Regions from separate parts of the Canis lupus genome. Here region 2 is linked to region 1. The links are chromatin contacts, called in public Hi-C maps. All regions are on one chromosome and are shown on one strand. Each heading gives the region's core, a stretch centred on a gene start, on an enhancer-like site or on the middle of the called end of the contact. The rest is flanking DNA. Distances are from core to core; before and after follow the strand shown.

What was found. A called contact is a pair of places that touch in the nucleus more often than the background predicts.
Region 2: a Hi-C map of skin fibroblasts shows a contact between it and region 1, with 1.6 times the contacts expected there. The contact joins two enhancer-like sites. A contact is called at or near these places in 2 of 9 Hi-C or Micro-C datasets (amygdala and skin fibroblasts).

Annotation. Positions count from the first base shown.
Region 1 is chr13:46,270,207-46,273,558 of UU_Cfam_GSD_1.0, reverse strand. It overlaps RASL11B (ras-like protein family member 11B), which reads right to left. Exons shown (of 4, transcript XM_038556083.1): 4 at 2,383-3,352. Among named protein-coding and RNA genes, the nearest start is that of RASL11B, 5.0 kb to the right of the region's middle. Within about 2 kb of position 1,823, at least 3 of the 20 cell types and tissues checked have an H3K27ac peak or open chromatin away from gene starts, as enhancers often do.
Region 2 is chr13:46,365,263-46,368,614 of UU_Cfam_GSD_1.0, reverse strand. The region is part of intron 5 of SCFD2 (sec1 family domain-containing protein 2); the gene reads left to right. Among named protein-coding and RNA genes, the nearest start is that of RASL11B, 100 kb to the right of the region's middle. Within about 2 kb of position 1,729, at least 4 of the 20 cell types and tissues checked have an H3K27ac peak or open chromatin away from gene starts, as enhancers often do.

The sequences.
Region 1 (3,352 bases), core at 574-3,073:
TGGGGGTAGTGGATGGGGTGCAGGGGGACCAGGGTGCAGGGGGCCAGGGTACGGGGGGCAGGGTGTGGGGGTGCCAGGGTGTGGGGACCAGGGCACAGAGCAGGGACCAGGGCACGGGGGCCGGGGTGCAGGGGAGCAGGGCACAGGGGATCAGGGCCCTGAGGCCCAGCATCTGTGAGACACAAAAGGAAAAAGCACCCAGGGGAGTTTGCTTGGAGGAGGGGGGCCGGGAAGCTGGGCGAGCTGCCCAGGGACGAGGCTGTGGCTTCAGACGGGCCTGAGCTTTGGGGCAGGAGGTCCTGACTGGGCCTCTGAGTTACTGGATCAGCTCCCTAATTCTTCAGAGCCTCCCTCCTCCCTGTCTGCAGAAAGGACTCAAAACCCCTAAAAATGAGGTGGGTGTGGAGAACGTAATTATTTCAAACACCCCACAGGGCGGGACACAGGTTTCAACCAACAGAAACAGTCCTTGTTCCTACCTGTGAGGCCCTCAGCGGTGCTGTGGGTCCGGGCCTCAGTCTTCTCATCTTTAAAATGGGAGCAGTAGTACTCCCTTCCGCCTGGGATTCTTGGGAAGACTGAAGGAGATCATGGGAAATCGACCCATCATAAATGCTCAGTAAACTCCAACCGTATCAATTCTCCACCACCCTCGCACCCCTCCCTTCCTTCCCCTGCTGGCAAAGGGGGCGCCCCCACGGCGACAGGAGAGGGCTGTCTCCCCGAGCCACAGGGTTGCAGTGCAGAAATCCTAAAACAAACACTCAGGGATTAAGAAATGCTAATAATAAAAAAGATGAGCAAAGGTAATGAAACATGAAGCTAAATTCACGAGAAGAAAATCTGGTATATTCCAGAACTGTAAATATTTAAGTTTAGCCTGAGACACTGGACAGAACTGGGGCCTGGGGCGGGGGGGGGGGGGGGGGGGGTGAGGGGGAGGTTCCAGCAGGGTCTGTCTGTCTGTCTCACACACACTTTAGCCCCCTGGGTGGACGAGAGCCCCGGGACCCTGACCCACCCAGACCTCGGAGGTGACGTAGAGCAAGTGCGGCGCAAGGGGGAAGAGGAGGCCACCCCGAGGCCCGCAGGCTCGGAGAGCCTGCAATGGAGGGGAGACGGAAGCAGTGGGGGCTCAGCCCTGCTCAGCCCCCCTCTGAGGTGACGCCCCGGGGAGACTCCGCGTCCTCTTTGATTCCAGAACACGGGCAGACGTCCACTGCCAAGGCCTCAAAGGTAACCTCTTCTCCCCGGACAGTGGGGATACAACTACACAGGATGAATGAAACTGAAATCGAGCAGAACGTAGTTGGAGACACTTGTTAGTGCCGCTGTGCCCACGCTTTCCCTCCCTGTCCCAACACGCACACACACACGCACACGCACACGCACACCTTCCTCAGACGCTGGGTTCGGCATAAGCATCGAAAACTGTCCTCCAACTAAGGAAGGCTGGGGCATCACCAGAAGCCCTGTCAAGAACAGGCAGGATGTTTATGGGGGGAAACAGATTTGGGAGCCCGCACCCCACGGCGGGGGGCCGTCGACAGCCGGGCCTTGGGGCCGCTTCCTTGGTCCAGGCCCACCCCTGAGCCTGCAGTGCCCTGGGTAGGGGACGTTGAAGAAATAACACTAGTCACAAGATGTTGATTCCTGTCCCTTGTGTGACCTTGAGGACAGCACTCAAACCTCAGAGCCTGTTTCCCTCACCTGTAAACGGCAGGATCTGCTCCCCGACCCGCTCGCGGGGCTCTCCGAGGACTAGGCGAGGTCAAGGACGTGAAAGCCCTACTCAGAGGTGTCGTTCTTTGCCCACGAAGGTGGTGGCTCACGCAGCCTTGCCTGGTCTCCCAGGCCTAGACGGAAGCAGGTGCTCCCGACAGGGCCCCGGCTCCACGGCTCCCAGCGTCTACAGTGAGAAGAAAGCGCGTGTTTAGAGAGCAGCGGACCCGAGCAGGCCTGCCAAGTAAACCACGTGTAGGAGAGAAGCAGTGAGCTCGTCCAGAAGCATTCGCAAGGCTCAGCTGAGGGATGTCTTAATAGCAGAAAACAGAGGGACAGACGTCTGTCTTGGCTTTACCTGGAGGATCCTGCAGGGAAGAGAGAGGAGATACACTATTCTGGAGTATAAAGCAGCAAATGACAACTTAGAGCAGGGGGGAGGCCTTTGACAAGTGAATTAGCTGGTTCGTAAGCCTGTCTCCTCACCTGTACAAAGGGGGATAAGACAACGCATCCCATTGGTGTGCTCCGAGACCTAGGAGGGGACCCTAGGAGGCCCAGTGCCTGACGCCAGGCGCCCAGTCAGTACGAGACGCCAAGGAACACTTAGTCTGGAGGGCAGGAGGTCGGCATTTCAATAAAGACCAAGTCAGAGGCCCGCTCTTTTAAAATGATATTTTATTGTACATAAAATAAATTAATTACAGTTTAAGCCAAAGCATGAGTGGCTTTTTAAAGTGCATCTGTGTCGGGGATTTGGCGGTGGCCCCTTATCTGTTCACTCGCTGTTAAGACAGTGTGTTCATATTCAAGCCACGACTCGGCCAGGCCTAGGGGACAACCCAACGTCATTGCCGTGAGCCATTTACACAAATCACACCAAAGTCTATGAACGCATTTTTTTTTTCTGTACCTGATGCAACAGTTAAAAAAAAAAAAAAAATTATACAGTCTCACGATTACTCAAAAGTCCGGGGCTGAAGAGTTGAGTTCTCAACCATTTAACACATGTTCAACTAAGCATCTTCATCCTGTGTCGGGAGGAAGCCGCGCCTTCCTGCAGGCCCTCTAAGCTTCCAGATGTCCGTCTGTATCCACACATGTGGCCCATACACCCCACCCTTTATTGGGGGTGGGGGTGGCATCTGCCTCCTTGCTCTTTAAAGAAGAAATCTGGGTATCGTCCGGGGTAGGCAGGCATTCCGCTGGGACTAGCGTGTCACAGGCCAGTCGGACTCTAGGAGAAAAAGCAGTGCCTCCTCTTGGTGGGATGGAGGGCGGGGTGGGGAGAAAAGGGAAAAGAAAGAAAGAGGAGAGAGGAAAGGCCACGAGCGCTTCATCTGTTCTTCCATTCCCCCTGCCGACCACGCCAATCTAGTTGGCTGTGACTGTCATTTACTGTCATTTACAAGGTGAGGACCAGAGTCCAGAGTGATGCAGCCGCCCTCCCCACTCCAAAGGAAGCATAGTTCGCATCTTCGGGGCGGCTCCTCTCTCGGATCGCTGGCTCTCCTGCGGCAGTTCCACCAGGCCCTCCTGGCCCCTCTGCTCTGGCCCTTTCTGGAACCGTGAATGCCTGCCAGCCTGCACCGTTCCCGTTCCCGTGGGAGAAGCTCAGGCCTTCTTCCTG
Region 2 (3,352 bases), core at 480-2,979, 95 kb before region 1:
CCCTTGATCCTTCCTTCTTCCTTATCTCCCATGACAAGTTCTCTGGATTCTGATCCTAAAATATACTTCGCTCCCATTCCCTTCTTTCCAATTCCATGGTCACACCCTCACAGGGTGACAGGCATCTCACACCTTCACCACAGCTAAAGCCTGGTCTTTCTCCTTCCAGCAGAAGTTTGGTCTTTATATTAGAAAAGATGGATCAGATCCTAGCACTTCCCTGCATGAAACCCTTTGGCTGGTGCCCATTGAACTTGGAATGCAATCCAAACCCCTCATGATGGCCCACCATGCCGTGACCAACCCCGCCTCCCCCGCCAACACCCTCACACCACACCCACTCCAAGTCCTCTGACTTAGGACCTTCCCACATGATGTCTCTAGCCTGAAGGCTGTGTGATCTGGGGAAGTCACCTAACCTTCTGGGCCTTGGTTTTCTCCACCATAAAAGAGGAGCTTGGTCTTTTTCCAACAGTGACCTTCCTGTTTCCTTTGAGAAGACAAGTTCTCTTGAATTTATCTTTTAATAAATTCTACCAAGCACTGATCCTGAAATAATATGAGAAGTTAGCCACATGCCCACTGGAAAATATTTTCCAAGTATAGTACAGAATATAAAATGCTTTGAAACTGAGATGTATCTGTTAACCAGCAATGTTTTCAATTAATAGAGGGATGTTTATACCATATGAGAAGCCTTACAGCTTAAATTACAGCAGGAGAGGAGACTTAATCCTTAGAAAGTAAATTCACTGCTGTCTCACTAGGTTCTGTCTGAGTACCCCAGCTGCATGGGGGTACAGATCGAAACTGGCACTCTGGCCATCCTTTTTAAAAGTGCATTTTTGAGGTTTTCAAGGCTTCTACTATTCTCATCAGCAGGACAGTATTGTCAGGTTTCCAATTTCCTATTGTCGGGCACCCAAACCAGAATTCTGGGCCAAATTTCCTATAAACAGAGCCACCCCCACGCCAAGTCAATCCAGTTCTGCAAGCTTTGTTGAGTCTCTGTTAGAGGCCAGGCACCTGCCAGCTCCAGGCTGCAACAAGGAGATCCGGGGCTTAGCCCTCAGAAGCATCCTGGAGCAGCAGGCTGACCCAGACGCAAACAGATCGCGTCGGGGGGCTGGTGAAATAGTAGAGGAGAGGCTGGGGTCTCTCGGGCAACAGAGCAATCTTCTCAGTGTGGAGGGAAAAGGCGAAGTGTGATGGGCCGATATGCAGCCTTACCTGAAATGACTCCTGCCATCCTTTGTCGCTGGGACGTGGGACATCTCTTCACCCCTGCTGGGCACCACTGTGTAGAGAAGAGGAGCCTGAAGACTGGGGGGACCCTGGGCAAATTCCTCGACACCTCTGAACTGTGCTTCACCACCTGTAAGACGGGGATGATTGGGTTGTTGCGAGAACAGACCAAGTGAAGAAATGTGGAGGGCTGGGTTAGCACCGTGCCTCGCCCGCGGTGCGCACCTGCCGTCATGAGCGTCTCCAACAGCATCATCGTGACCCATTCTTAAGGCTGGGTTCAGGAGCGGGATGGGACCGCCCAACCATATGTGCATGTGGAAGGTGTCTAACGGGGCCGAACGGCCGGATTGCCAGCTCTGGGGGACGCCGTTGACTTTGCAGCCAGGATAAATGTGTCCCTCAGACTGGGCCATGCAGCAGCTCAAGGGAAAGCAAGATGGGAAGTAATCCGGAGACAGGAAAACTGGAGTGGGGGGGAGTGGGGAGAGCAGGTGGTAGGAGGTTTGTAGTGGCAGTGACTGAGCAGGTGGGGACGGTAAGGACGTGCGGGCCCACCTGAGCAACTGTGGGTTGCTGGCTGCAGCGGGTGTGCTGAGGGCAGAGGTGCGCTGTGGGATTCAACTCAGATTAGCGTCTGCTTCTTTTCTTTTCTTTTTAAGATTTTACTTATTTATTCATGAGAGACACAGAGAGGGAGGCAGAGACCCAGGCAGAGGGAGAAGCAGGCTCCATGCAGGAACCCAATGTGGGACTCGATCCTGGGTCTCCAGGATCAGGCCCTGGGCTGAAGGCAGGTGCTAAACTGCTGAGCCACCCGGACTGCCCAGGAGGGAACTTTCATTTTATTATTTTTTAAAGATTTTACTTATTTATTCATGAGAGACACAGAGAGAGAGGCAGAGACCCAGGCAGAGGGAGAAGCAGGCTCCCTGCAGGGAGCCCGATGCAGGACTGGATCCCAGGACCCCGGGGTCACGCCCTGGGCCAAAGGCAGATGCTCAGCCACTCAGCCACCCAGGCGCCCTAGCATCTGTTTCTGAATCTGTGTCTCCAACTTCTCTCCAAAGGCAAAGTACACATGATTTTAGATGAGAGCAATTTTGTCCTACCAAGCGTGTCTCTTCCTCTTAGGAGTCTACATAACTGGGATTGACTCCATAACCTAACCCAGCGAGCTGCAGGGCCAGGACTAGTGGCGGGATCTTGTTTGGGTTTGCTGTTGCAGCAGTCTTCTGCAAGACTGACCCAGCTAATACTGCATTCATAATTTCCGTCACCGAAGGCACCATTTCAGTGTCGTCCCCTAGGAGTTGTAGGAGAGTTCTTCATTTTGCTACTGAACGTTTAAATGTGCCTCTTCATGGGAGCATGAGGAGCATGGGGTTTTAATGACACAGAAGAAGGAAAATCTGTGTATCCTTTTGTAAAGGTAACCTCGGAACCACCTGCAATGAGAGAGGCAGAGAAGAGCAGTGGTTGTGTCACCGCCTGGTCCCGGGCAAGCCTGGGTGCAGGGTCTAATCTCCACACCTGGAGGCTGGGGGAAGGCTTGGTGGCTGGAGGCCTGCAGGGAGCTTTCCTTTGCCCCTGTCGGGTCCCAGAATGTCTCTTCTAGTTCACCTATTAACTCCATTCAAAGAAAACCAGAATTAGTTTAATACCTCGCATTTAGCCAAACCACATTTCTGGAGGGGATTTCATTTTTGCCCCTGCCTTCCCCAAGGGCGATACCTCCTCAGATGTGCCACATTTGAAGTGTGGCTTCTTCACTCCAAGGGGGGCCAGAACCAGAGCGCTGTCGACGCCTTGATCATATCCCAGGTCCCCTCCGTAGAGCACACATTTGAGCTGAGACTTCATGTCACACGGTTTACCCTTTACCCGCTGCTCCTTCCTTTTTGTTTTTTTTAAAGCAAAATACTCCCTTCCATTTTTCAAAACAATTGCTCATAATGAACATCCTCTACTTAGGGAAAAAAAAAAACTAAAAACAAACGTTAAAGAAATAAACCATCATACAATTTGATAATTTTATAATAAAAATAATTAATAATAATAATAACAGTAATAGCTACTGTTTGTTGAATCCTAGCCGTAGATAAGT